2 separate regions of the Xenopus tropicalis genome follow, and region 2 is linked to region 1. The links are chromatin contacts, called in public Hi-C maps. All regions are on one chromosome and are shown on one strand. The core of a region is the stretch at or near the end of the contact, and the rest is flanking DNA. Distances in the headings are between cores, read along the strand shown. Region 1 holds the start of tdp1 (tyrosyl-DNA phosphodiesterase 1). Region 2 holds the start of mrps10 (mitochondrial ribosomal protein S10).

The links. Hi-C and Micro-C count contacts between places; a contact is called where the count stands out from the background.
Region 2: a Hi-C map of neurula embryo shows a contact between it and region 1, with 1.7 times the contacts expected there. The contact joins the promoter of mrps10 here to the promoter of tdp1 in region 1. A contact is called at or near these places in 2 of 5 Hi-C or Micro-C datasets (brain and neurula embryo).

Annotation. Positions count from the first base shown.
Region 1 is chr8:86,507,043-86,513,956 of UCB_Xtro_10.0, forward strand. It overlaps tdp1 (tyrosyl-DNA phosphodiesterase 1), which reads left to right and starts at 3,358. Exons shown (of 16, transcript NM_001045777.1): 1 at 3,358-3,392; 2 at 6,869-6,914. The coding sequence starts at 3,385. efcab11 (EF-hand calcium binding domain 11) reads right to left here and starts at 2,659. Exons shown (of 6, transcript NM_001113812.1): 1 at 2,513-2,659; 2 at 613-708. The coding sequence starts at 2,587.
Region 2 is chr8:86,698,671-86,705,584 of UCB_Xtro_10.0, forward strand. It overlaps mrps10 (mitochondrial ribosomal protein S10), which reads right to left and starts at 3,524. Exons shown (of 8, transcript NM_001016991.2): 1 at 3,423-3,524; 2 at 2,347-2,405; 3 at 227-293. The coding sequence starts at 3,485. It overlaps psmc1 (proteasome 26S subunit, ATPase 1), which reads left to right and starts at 3,617. Exons shown (of 11, transcript NM_001045689.2): 1 at 3,617-3,692; 2 at 5,745-5,798. The coding sequence starts at 3,690.

The DNA.
Region 1 (6,914 bases), core at 2,108-4,607:
AACCTTAAAATACAGTATATGGTAGTGCTATACAATATGCAGACAGAAAAAAAAAAAGCCCTTTTTAATACTTAGGGGGAATTCACAAAAGTGGTGAAAGTTGGAGTAAACATACATTTAGATCAGAAAATTAAACAACAAATTTACAATTGTAAGTTGACTGCCCACAAAAGTAAAAAAAAATTAACTTTTTTTAATGTACAGCTAGAATGAAGGAATTGAAAGACTAGAGCATACTGGGGAATTCAGGCAATTGGAAGATATCTGGGGGATGTGCTGGTCTGATTAGCTAGTCTTTTATGTACAGGGAAATATACTGGGCAGCCCCATGACTATGATGATGAAAGTCATAATTGAACCATACTGGGGACATCCAATTTAAATGCAATAATGGACACTACAGTGGTGCAGTTTTTGCTGCCTTCTTAGGAGTCTTAAAAAACTATAAAAAGACCAACTGAAATGGTGCTAAGGACAGGCTATTTTATAATGCACTAAATTTTAACTCCAAATTCCTAGACATGAAGCATGGAACATCAGTGTAATGCCAGTGTATACTGAAACCCCTGTTCACAAACAAGAAATAAAAATTGTGTAGTTCCAGAGGTTTACCTTGGAAGGTTTATAACCAAACAACATAACCACAGCCACCTTAAGATCTTCTCTGCTGAGGTAACCCTTATTGCCTTCATCACATAACTGAAACACCTACAAAGGAGAAATCAGACACAGAAATTTAATCATTCATATTACAACCCAGCCAGTGAACAAAGATACCTTGAACCTAAACCATACTATACAATGGCAACTCCAGTGCTATTTAATAAATATAAATGTGTTTAATTAATCCCTTTGGACTGCAAACCTGATCATTTAACAAAAGTGCAAAACCATAATATTTAGTTGTTATTATTTGCATAGATTTTAATGTTAAATGTTTCAACAGATCAGGGACAACTAATCTACTATTTCTTACAGCAGAACCAAATTTTCTTTAAGATGAAGTAGGAAGTCCAAGAACTTTACAGTATAATTGATAGCACACATAATATATCAGATCAAGATAATTGTGTAACTGGGGCCCGCAGAACAATCTGTATAGGGCCAGATCCTTAAAACCTTTGGGAACATAATTGTTTAAGGTGACCACACAAGGGCAGATCTCCTATGCTCTCCGTCCATATAGCCAAATGAAAGGAGAGTATATGAATCTGTTTGTGTGGCCACCCTTCTATTATGGAAAGCAGATAGACTTCAAGGCCCAAAATCCATCACAAGGTTAGAGGGGTTGCATTGAAGTCCCCTTAAAGGAAATGTCAAGCACCCCCCAATGATTGTAGTCACTTACCTGAAATCCCTGGCTGGTGCTGCCAAACATTTTGGCAACCCCCCAGTGATTGTAACTTTCCTTCTCCTTTAAAACCCTGATTTTACATTTTCCTGGGGCGACAAAAAATAAACATAAATTCCAGGAAAATGTAAATTTCAGGTTCTTACTCCTGTGCTGGACCTTGGAAAAACTATGACATTTCAGGGAAATTGAAATTTCTGGTTATGTATAACATACCTCCCAACATTTGAAAAATGAAAAGAGGGACAAAAAGATTTGGTGCGCGCAGCGCGGCAAATTTTTTTGACCACGCCCCCTTTTGTGGTCACGCCCCAATTACCACACCCCATTTTAAAAAAAATACCCCTTTTATATAGATCAAATGGCGGGAGCAGACGAAAATGTGCTATACCCTCATACTGAACGACCTAAGGAAAACAATATAGCAACTCCTACATATAAATACAAATATAGAGAGAAGGCAGTCAGTTATAAGTTCTAACTATGTACCAGTTTTTCCCCCCATACACAGTAGCCCCCAATACACAGTAGCCCGCCCCATACGCAGTAGCCCGCCCCATACGCAGTAGCCCGCCCCATACGCAGTAGCCCCCCAATACGCAGTAGCCCCCTATCACAGCACCTCCCATAGGCGCTCCGCCTTCGTTATGCCTCTCCTTGCGCTGCGCGAAGTCTCTTTTATAAGGTTGCGCCCGTGCGTAATGACGTCACACCCACAGGCGCAACCTTATAAAAGGGACTGTCGCGCAGCGCAACTAGAGGCATAACGAAGCAGCCGACGAAGCGTGAACATCCGGCACAGCAAGCGCATCCCGCTGTGCCGGATAGTTCCATGAATGTTCCGCAATGCGGGACATTCATGGAACTATCCGGGACAGCGGGATACGCCATAAAAAGCGGGACTGTCCCGCGAAAAGCGGGCCATTATGTACCTAAAATACCAGTTCCTATAAGGAATCTCAGTCTGGACCTGGCTGCATTACATTGTATGCATAAGGGAGCTGGGATAGACTATAACGGTTCCCTTTTAGTTTGTGGAACCAGGTAAACCTGTGTAAAGAATAAAATACATTTTTAGTAGTTCATGAAAGTTAGTGATCGTGTTTTTATACATAGGTCTAACTGAATGAGCTCATGCCAAAAAGGGGTTTAATCACTCACTCTCAGAAACGTTTTTTTGTCATTGTCGCTGACTTGCGGCTTGGAACAGAGAGAGTTGCTCGCAGCAGAAAACATCGCGGCTCCTATAACATTCGCCGCCAGGTAGAGCAGGGTCTCTCACAGCGCTGCCATGACTACCACGATATCAAAACTGTCCGCGGAAAACGAGACTGAACTCGGATTGGCAGCAGTCTAACAAATTAAGAGGCGGGGGAATTACTATTGGCTAGATGACCAGGAAGTATCCTAAGGCCCCTCCCCAAAGGGGGTGAGGGCGGTGAAGCTGTAAGGAATTATACAAAACTTGCAGTGCGTTTTACATAAAAAGGATTTATTCACGTAAATAGGCACTTATGCACGAAAGAGCCGAATCTTTAACGGAAACGTTAAAATGTTGCATAAGCCATTTGTCTGTTCTAATAGTTAATGATTTGAACGTGTGTCCCTAGTGCAAACAATATAGGGAGGTAAGAAAGGGCTACGTGTTTTAATTTATCTAATATCCCCAAGATAAATTGATGGCATGCCATCTTTTACCATCCAGATTTACTATGTAACCATGCAAAATTTGTTGCGCGCAGGCTCACAGTTTAGCATCTGTATTGGTAACTGTGTGACAATTAATGAGTTTATTACTTCAAAAAGATAAAGCTGAGTTACACTTTTCCTAACACGCAACCATTACTCTGGGCTGCGTCTCAGATTTGGAACCGAACTGTCAATAACAAGTCAGCCAAGTTCCAAGTTGCTTTAATGCGCTGGGCGCTCTTCAGATGACGCACATTTTCACTCGCCCAATTAGAAAGACGGACAGAAGCAGCGCAGGTCAGTGACGCTACCAGTCTCTTACACATGTGCGAGTCAGCTGCAGAATGGACAGGTGATGTGTTCTTGTATTGTGTTTTGCTTCCTCTGTAGGAATTGCTCGTAGTGTGTGCCGGGGTGATGAAATATCAGTATTATATGGGCAGCCATTCACACAGAGAAAGGCTTAGTAGGTTTCAGTGTTAGGGTTGTTATGGGAAGTCTGTTGTCTTGTACAATATGTGAGGTAATAAGCGGGTCTGGTTTATTGTGTGTGCTTTAGGGAAGCAGAATGCCGGTCCGTTGTTGCGTATAAAAGTGGGACAAGTGTTTTGCAGACTAGATAAGTATGGGAAGATGAGGGTGGGTACCAGTAAGTGCATTGTAGTAAGACAAGTATTTTAGAGCAGTGTGGATTAATGAGACACGGGGTGCTGAAACAGTGAATGTTACAGGACACACGGGGCAGGCTCAGTATCTGTTATATCTGATACATTTGATTTTCCTTCTGCCATTGGACCGGTCTGTTCTTGTTTACATTAAATTACATTTAATTTGTTAGCATTTTCCTCTATTGAATAAAAAAGGACATTATTCTGTGCAAAATACCCTCCTGTGAATAAGAAACAGGCACAGAACTGCTTCAAGTTAGGTTGGGGGGCAGATTTATCAAAATGTGAATTTAGAACTTAGTACATAAAAACTCACCCACGTTCTATTCATTCCTATGGGATTTTGAGAAGTGTATTTATCAAATGGTGGACTCTAACTTTCACCCATCGATAAATACACTTCTAAAAATCCCATAGGAATGAATAGAACGTGGGTGAGTTTTTATGTACTAAGCTCTAAACTCACATTTTGAAAAATCTGCCCCTGGGTGTTGCTGTCTCTGTAAGAAAAGTGCTAATGCTTCTTTCATTTGAGTGGAAATTGTAAACAATACTAACCATAAGACTCTTGATTCAAATATTTTACTCTAATAGGGTATGAAATTACTCCAGTATTAGGGGCTGGTTCATCAAAGTACGAGTTCGAATCCCAAAATGGGTAAAATTCAGAATAGATATGATAATTTCTGATGATTGGAAATGTCACGAAAATGCTTACGTAAAAATCGTATTAGTCACAATAATATCGTATTGGCGATCTGAAAGTCACAAAATTTTCGTATCTGAACGATCTTAAACGGCGGGAAAACCTTTCTGTCTTTGATCCTTCTGTGTATGTTTTTGGAAGCCTCCTATAGGACTCAATGGCACTCTGCAGCTCCAACCTGGCCCATGGAAAGTCACGATACCGAAGCTTGAATGAATCTGAAACTTTCCTACTTGTTGCGACAAATAAGATTTTGACGCACAGTATGAAAAATTTGCGCAAATTAGAGAAAAAAAACAGCGACAATACGCACAGTACGAAAATACCATTTTTTGGATTTTCGTATCCGAACGAAAATACTTTGGTAAATGGGCCCCTTAGTGTACAAACACTTGTAATTGCCTCAATAGCACTTTCATACATAAGAGCTTATTTGCAAGCACAAGTCAAGTGTGCGATTTTGTACACAAGTTGAAATGTCCACTTTGCAGTGTTATTGTGGCCGTAGAGTAGGGGTTTGCTTAATGCAATTGTGGATGATGCGCGAAAATGTCTTCATGAATCAGACACAATTTTTCTGAAAATCATCATTGTTTGGATGTCATTATTTGCATCCAAATTTCTGTCAAAATGATATCTGTGCCTGATTACTTAGGCACAGGTTTGCTGCGTCTATTAACAAAAGCCCCTGTGGAAACCCTTAAGCTACCACAGCTTTTGAGATGGTGATAGATCCTAGATTCCCCTGCATGAATGGACTAGATAACTATGCAGGATGCAAGGAGTGGCTTTGGGTGTAAGTACTTTTAAAGAATGGTGTCAGTTCATGAAACAACCACCTACAGCAAATGACCCAAATTGTCTGACCTATTGAAGCATCACTAATGAGTTTAAAAATAGGTTTCCTGGTGCATGCAGATATAACAGATGCATAAAATGTAACATATATATGTATATGATAAGTTTTACATAAAAAGTAAAATTTCAGTGTTTTGTCATTAAGAACTTTTTTTCCCATCATGTATCATGGACCATGTTAAAACAAAAGGGCATGATGGCCGTCAAGTTAAACTTGACTCAAATAAATTATTGTTTCACCTAATATACCAGCCTCCACATGTCTGTTTCAATTTGTTAGCCCCCTGCATAGATTTTAATTCACAAGTTTTTGACCTCTTCTCATGTACATTAGTCTGTGTCACTCTTCCCAGTTCATCACTCTCTGTATTACTCTTCCCAGACCCGCTATGTCTGTTTCCCCAGTACATCAGTCTTATGCATTTTCATTTCCACTGCATCAGTTTCTGCATCACTATCCTGCCCCAAATTAATTACACCATGCTATTGTTTTCCCCAATCATATTATTCTTTGTATTTTGCTTACCCGGATCCCAGATTTGCTTCCTTTATCTTTCTTTGTAAATATATCATCATCTGCATCTCTCTCTACCAAGATTGCAGATGCCACTTTTCTGCCTAGCCATAGCTTTTAAAAAAAAGTTTCCATTGCTATCATGTATCATTGAGTTTCCTAAAAGGTTCCTGACATGAAATATACATTTAGAATTAAGTAAAATGAAATATTGACAAAGTGAATTTTTTCAGTTTGTTGCAGTTTTTCTTTCTAAGCCTGTTCTGTGAAAGAGTCTTTTTCTCTCTCTGCTTTTTGTATAAAGCAGACATCTTTAAGCCTCCCTTTATAGGAAATCCTCCATCTTTCCACTGTTTTGTTACTGTACTGGCCTATGAATAGCAGAGTATCTGCCCCAAGCCCAGTGCTTTGATAAGTAAACATAATTAGTATCTTCAGCTTATGGTGTTATAAGTTATCCAACACTTGGACAATACTTATAGCAATATATCACTGTTTTGCAATTTGCACAGTCACTTTTTGTGAACCCCTGACTAGCAGCTATCACTTGACTAGCAGCAATCACTTTAAAACGATATATACAAGTAAATTGCAAAATGCTTTAATTTAGGCCAGGGGATCAGTTAGCATGTAAAATGTTATTCATTTTTACACTTACCTGTTCCACTAACATACTGGAGCAGAGTATTGTATATTACTCACTAGCAATGTTCCCTTCAATTCTTTCTTGGCTATGTGAGAAAGAAAATCTTTTGTGTGCACATTTTAAATTTGTTTACGGATTTTTAAAAACTGCAAGAATAAATGTAACATTTTGTGCACACCACAATTTGATGTGTGTGCTGACCTCAAAATTAGTGTGTGCAGCGTATTGTGCTCACTAGTATAGGGTAGCAAAAGAGTCATATTCACCTTTGGAAGGAAGCACCAGAACTGCACACATTATAGCTTTGAAAGCTACCGATTCAAAGGATGACATCTGATTATAGTATTTCCATAGACAATAAAAAGAAACAAGGGACCTAAAAGAAATATACTATGCATATTAAATGTCAAACCTTTTTCTTTTTTGTGTCTGGTAGGACCTCAGCTTCCCAACAGAGTAATTATGGTAAATGGACCTTATCT
Region 2 (6,914 bases), core at 2,274-4,773, 190 kb after region 1:
GTTTACAGCATATATGCCTAGTCTGCAACCCTCTGAATGTTGTTCTACTGCCAACTCCGTGCAATTATGACTATCTTGTCTCGAGGCTATACACACGAATGCTTGACACAGTTAACAGCCTTACCTTTACAAGCTGCAGGACAGTTAACTTGCACTAAAAAGGTTTATAATAACTTGTTACTGAACAACTACACAAAATGCTTAAAATGAATAAACATATACATACCAAGTTTCTTACTCTAGACTGAAATGCTTCTGAATGAATCCCTGCTGAATGTATCTTTCCATTGTTTCTAAACAACAAATGTGTTTTGTTTTTTTTTTATCATCAAAACATTCAATGCAATTCCATGCAATCAAATTATTTTACTATAAAACATGGGCATTATATATAGGTTACATAAAGCTACAGCAAATAAGAAAATACTTATATTAACCTAAACAGAAAATAATCATGTCACTTAGATCATGTATGCTTTCTGAAGCTCATCCTTTAAAATGACCACACATGGGCAGATTAGATGCCAATTCATTGTCCCATAAATAGAACAAAACTATCACGTTTCCCTAGACAATATGTGATTGGATTTATTTAGACACTAATCAAGCATAGAAGAAAGTCCAATTGTTTGAGAACTATATGTGTCTGTATATATAGACACCCTGCATTGCGATTTTGATCATAATATGGGTGGCTCAGTGGGATAAGTCTGTGCTTGTTTGTTAATCTAGCTAGCTTTACATCTATTTGTCCTTAATATGTAGTTTATTCTTGTATGGCATAAACCAATGCAAATAATCTATATTGTCCTTTTGTGTGCAGTATAGAAATGGCTGTAGTTCCCAGAGTAATGGAGCTTACACAAAGAATATCATGGTAACCGCCTGTAGCAGGGCAGGAACTTCAGGGTTTTTAAGGGAGCCCATTCTGTGAGTTAAAGGGGATGCTAATCTTAAAATTAACTTTTAGTATGTTGTAGATGTTATTCTATTTTAATATAATATGCAGCTGGCATCTATGTATGTTTGATTTATTTAGTAAGGTAGTAGAAGCCCCATTAAGGAAAAAATGTCTCTTTACCTTGTTACTCAATAGGTAAAACATTAGAAATCCTTTTGATTTTTATTTGCATTACGGTCCCCACTACCGTTTTCATTCATGGTATTCACATAAACAGTGTCTTCCTTTAGTAAAAAAAGAGGTTTCTATGTATCTCTTAAATTGCCAAAAAGCTGGCAAAGTTTGAGACAAACACAGGTCGCGTCTCTGAATGTGGCTCAGAAGCAGTAATTCTGAAGCCAAGACAATGTGCTTAAAAGTCTGAGCTAAATTGACAAAAAAATGTATTCTCATAGAGCTTTGATAAGGATAGCATGTATAGGAGGTCTATGTATGTGAAAGAAAAACAAAGAGGGGACAGGAGTGTACTTTAGAATGACATACAAAGTATATTAAGGCCATGCTGCAGTTCAGCAAAACATACATGAAGAAGATATGCCACACTCCTAGTATTTATATGTGCTCTTCAAAGAAAAGCATTTGCCTGTAAAGATTTTTTTCCCCATTTACCACAGGTACTTGGCTTTCCCACCTGTGCTGTTGAAAATCTTGTTATATGAACATTAGAATGTTGATAAAATATAGATCACATTTAAGAAACATTAACACCAAAAAATTAAAATGTTTTAAACAAATTAAACTATAAATGCACTGCTGCCCTTCACTGGTAAAACTGGTTTGTCTGCCTCAAAAAGACTGATCCTGGGTCCAGGCTTGTGCCACACATAAAGACTGCTACGGTTTAGTGGAGTTTAAGGAATAGTAACATTTAAAATGTAACTATAAAGCATTATTGTCCTGCTGAAATACACTGTGTGTTCCTGCACCCGGGCCAAATCAGTGCTTCCAGGAGCAAACACACGCAGCGTATTTCAATCTGAACTTGCTTGAGCATGCAGTTTTGGCCCGCTACATGTGCCTGCGAAGCAATACTTCACTAGCCTAAAATGTAGCTTTCATATTTTGGTGCTACTGTTCCTTTAATTCTTTGTGCATCCAATTTTTCTAAATAAACTTTTACATAAATAAAATGTTTTCAATGTTTTAATAATGTAGGAGGGAAAGTGTCTTCACTCCCATAAAGTGACAGCTCTCCCAGGCCCCAGTAAGTTAAATATACAAGAAATTAACCAAAGGTAGATTTGGATACATAGTTTCCTTTGAGACAGATATAGGGGGCATCACATATGCAGGTGTGTCAAAACAATGAAAAGAAATGCTCTTTTTTATTATTCATGTAGGTTTGCCCTGGTTCCATTAGGTTTAGTTTATTGTAAAATACTTACAGACCATATCTAGATTTGCCAGAGACTGTGCAGAAGTGGGATGATATTGTCCGTAAAGCCTGTAGTGAAGAAACATGTGATATGTAAATTAAAGAGTACCTTGAGACAAGTGAATGTCTGCCTTATGGGAACATGTATGTATGTATGTATATCTTTATTCATAAAGCGCTACTTATGTACGCAGCACTGTACAGTAATACAAACAGGGGATTATTAAGATAATAGATAAATACAAAGTACAACAATAAATACAGATAAATACAGTTGCAATGAGTTAAGAGTCAAAGACACAAGAGGATTGGGGTCCCTGCCCCGTAGAGCTTACAATCTATATGGGAGGGTAACTTACAGACACAAATAGGCAAATATAAGTGCTGTAGGTCACAGTGGGTGACATTACAATATAAGTGCTATTTTCCTTGTCAGGTGCTGGGCGAGTGCTCCAAAAGGTAGTCTTTTAGTTTAGTTTTAAAAAGACTGAGGGAGGATTCTCTCCGAAGGAAATCAGGGAGGGCATTCCTAATGTAAGGGGCAGCAGGGAAAAAAGGTTTAAGGCGGGAAAGTGCAGTAATAGTGGGGGGCACAACCAAGCGGTTGCTTTGCGAGGAACGAAGGAGTCGGCCAGGAACGTACGGAGACACAAGGGAAGAGATGTACTGAGGGGCAGAGGAATGGAGGGCTTTGAAGGTTAAGAGAAGGAGTTTGTAAGATATTCTTTGTTTAATAGGAAGCCACGATAAGGACTTTAGCAGGGGAGGGGCCTGAACTCTCCTGGGTGAGAGGAGGAGAATTCTGGCAGCAGTATTTAGTATAGACTGTAGGGGGGAAAGATGGGAGTTAGGGAGGCCGGTTTGTAACAAATTGCTGGACTGCAAATTGCCAAGTCAAATGAACACCGAGTGATTCATATATATTATTATTATGTTACATTAACTGCATGTCTGTTTTCCATTAATCATCTATAGACTGAAGGGCAACAAATATACCAGCACTTGTGCATGTCCAGCAAAATCTCATACAGTAAGCAGCGTGCAGCAGTAAACTACCGCAGTGATTACCGCAGTGACAGCGATTACCTGGTACCGGAGAAAATTAAATGTGCAATGGTTCAGAAGGACAAATCCCCTTCGCACACTCATGTTGCTAAACCTCTTAGGCTTCCGTATCCCGCATGTCCTTCCAGACTTTCTGACAGTAACTTATTTCCGTGTGCTTACATATTACTGTCGTACGCTACTCTCCTGTGACGTATTTCCGCATTTTAGGCTGTCAAGATTTGTCCCTTCTTTGACGCCGTTTAGTGACGTACATCCGGAGTCTGCGGCCGGCTGAAAGAAGTAGACATGGTGAGTGAGCATCTTTCGTCTATGGGGGCTGGCGAGTTGGCAGCGGGGAATATAGGGGTTGTTTGGCCCTAATGGCATCGTTTGGACAAGAGAGACAGTGCCTGTGTTCTCTGGGCGTCCTTCCGTTCCTCAGTGCCTAAGCCAAAGAATGTGATGCCACCGCCGCTCAGTGACTTGGCTCATTTTTCACAATAGCTTCCTACCTAATAGGAGCCGGGCAGTGCCTTCCTATGTAATAACAGTGGCGCTGGCAGCTGGGGCTAATCGCCCTGGTGTCTCTAAATAAATGTTTGTGCTACTACTGTACCAGCAGTCTATGTAGTTCTATTGTTGCCCATATAGTGTATCACGCAGGTGTGCTTATTAATGCACTGAAATGGAGAAGCATATATTTTAACACAAATCACAACGTGGCTTTTAGAGTATATGATTCAAAAGGGATTTATTGGTATTTATGTTTCCCAGTATGGAATTAAAGCAGCATCATGAAAATAAGTGAGCAATGCACACAAAGCATTAGGTAAACCTGTGCCTAGTTCTTTTTGGCACCATTCATGCTTACTTTAAGCCAATGCTAGTTTTATATGCAAAATGAATCTTTAGCTTATTGCAGCAGAATATAGATTGCATTTCTAAGCCTGAGGCCAAAGACCACTATCAGTGTAGGGCATTTTACTCAGGAACCTGTAATAGACAGAGGAAACATTAGTAATATTAGTTCAGCAGTAATGTGTTACTCACAATAAGTTGGCATGTAGCAAACACACACAGTGTTTAGGAGTAAAGGTGGCCATACACGCTCAGATTTCAGTCTTTGGATGAAGGTTTGGATACCGATCATACTTTTAAATGCAATGATCTAAAACTAACATTCAGACTGAAATTGTATAAAGCCCTAAAAATAATTGCAGACAACAATTGTACAAAAGTGACATCCTGGAAATACATTGTAGGTCCCCCAAGGGGTCCAAAAACTATGTTTCGTACAATTATGTTGGTGCATGTATGGCCAGCTTTACAGGGAATTTGTTAAGCATGCAATCGGTGCTACTCAGGAGAGCCCTAGCCTGGTTTAAATTAACTTTTAGTATAAAATAGAGTGATATTTTGAGAAAGCTTGCAGCTTGTTTAGCAGCTCTCCAGTTTGAAGTTTCAGCAGCTAGTGTCTTATTTTTTGTAGCAACCAGACAGTGATTTGAATAAGAGACTGGAATAAGTAAAGGAGGGGGACTGTACAGGAAGATAAGTAAATAAACTCACAGATCAATAGTTTTTTGCCTGCTGGTGTCAGCAACTCCCATCTGAAAGCTGGAAAGAGGTAGAGGAGGAAGGCAAATACATATATAAAGAATAAATAATGAAGACCAATTGCAGAGTTGCTAGGAATAGACTTTTTTCTAACATACTTAAAGTTATCTTAAGGTAAACCATCCCTTTAAGTGTCTTGTATTTCTAGAGTACCTTAACTTATGATCTAGGTCCTAGAACTGGCAACACCTCATTCACAGGGTCTTAAGTTATGAATTAGGATTTACTGAGGCCCTGTGCCTCCTGCCTGTCCTCATGACCCCTTTATGCCTTGGCTAGATTGAAGCTAAAGTACAAATACACATATATACATATTAAGTACAAATATATAGTACACAGGGAGGAGCACACCCTATACAAGTCCAATTGTTCTTGGCGCAGGTCAAAAACAAAAATATAATAGAAAGAGTGCCGCACACACAGGGACTTGATACAAAAGATAAAGTGTTTTTATTGAAAAAATTCCAACGTTTCCAGGCACAACAAGTGCTCTTCCTTAGGGACAGAGCACTAAATGTGTTCTTCTTCAGGGTCAAACTATATATATATAATATATATATATATATATATATATATATACACACACACATACATACATACATACACACACACACGATAGAATCTCTTTTGCTTCTTTTAGCTCTTCTCGCCCTAACCATGGTGGTTTCTCACCTTACATGATAGAATCCTCATGGATATTAATGTTACGTTTGCTTATTTATTTCTTATTTCCTTTTCTTTCAGGGTCAGAGTCAGAGTGGTGGACATGGCCCAGGAGGTGGCAAAAAAGATGATAAGGTAAGGGCCACATTAGAGTTATCTTATTGGGGTCTGGGCATTTTCTTTTGTTATTTTCTTTGTGCATGAAATTCCCTTACAAGGATGAATTTCTGCTTGCCAACTTGTCTTCAGACATAAAGAATGTTTACAGTGACGTCCTAGCATCACCTCTGAGCTTTTTTTAATGTGTCCCCAGATTTAAATTGATATTAAAGAAATGGATCTTACTTGGGATTTAAAAGGGTAAATTAAAAAAACTGAAAGGGTTTTGCATGTATTTATATATTGTATGTTGTTAATCTGAATGGGTAATACTGTGTATTTGCTTCAGAAGCTCTGTATATAAAAAATAAGCTACTATATAGCCATGGTGGCTGACATTGAAGCTGCAGTAGGGTTGTAAGGCCCATATTTGCATTGCAGATATTATGTGCAGAATACAATATTGTTAGTATTTAAGTAGAGATGCACAGACTCTCTATAGATTTATAGTATGAATATTCCTGCCAAGAAATATAATAATATTCACACTTTATGGAGATACTGGCCCTAAGGTCTATTGATTAGACTAATTCCCAGGCATTAGGGCACTCAACGACTTTTTACATTTCTGGCCTCCTATGCATAACATATGAATTGTTTTCTTATTAAATAAAATTAAATAGTTTTATCTTAAGTAATAACATTTTGTTACACCTTGAACTGTACTATGTTTTGACAGACCATTCTCCAATCCACCTTGATGATTAATTAGAAGATGAAGAATTTAGTTTAGTTGCAGCTATTTGCATACAGTCATTTGGGCCATGACCTGGAATGAATAGAAAAAATGAATAGCATTTAAAGTTTGTCTTATATGATCCCATTGTATAACATCTGTCTGTTTGGCTTACAGGCTGATTGGTCTGTTACCTTCAAGTAGCAAAAAAAATTCACAGCTGCGCTCACCTTAGGCGATTTTCTGTGGTGCAAAGTCTCCTATCCATATGGCAGTGCCCCAACAACGTATAGAACAAAGCAGAAATAGAGACTGCATTCAAACAAAATTTCAGCTGGGGAGCTTACCCCATTTATTATGCCAATGTACCACAAAAAAAATCAACATTTCCAACCAAAACGTTGATTTTTTTTGGT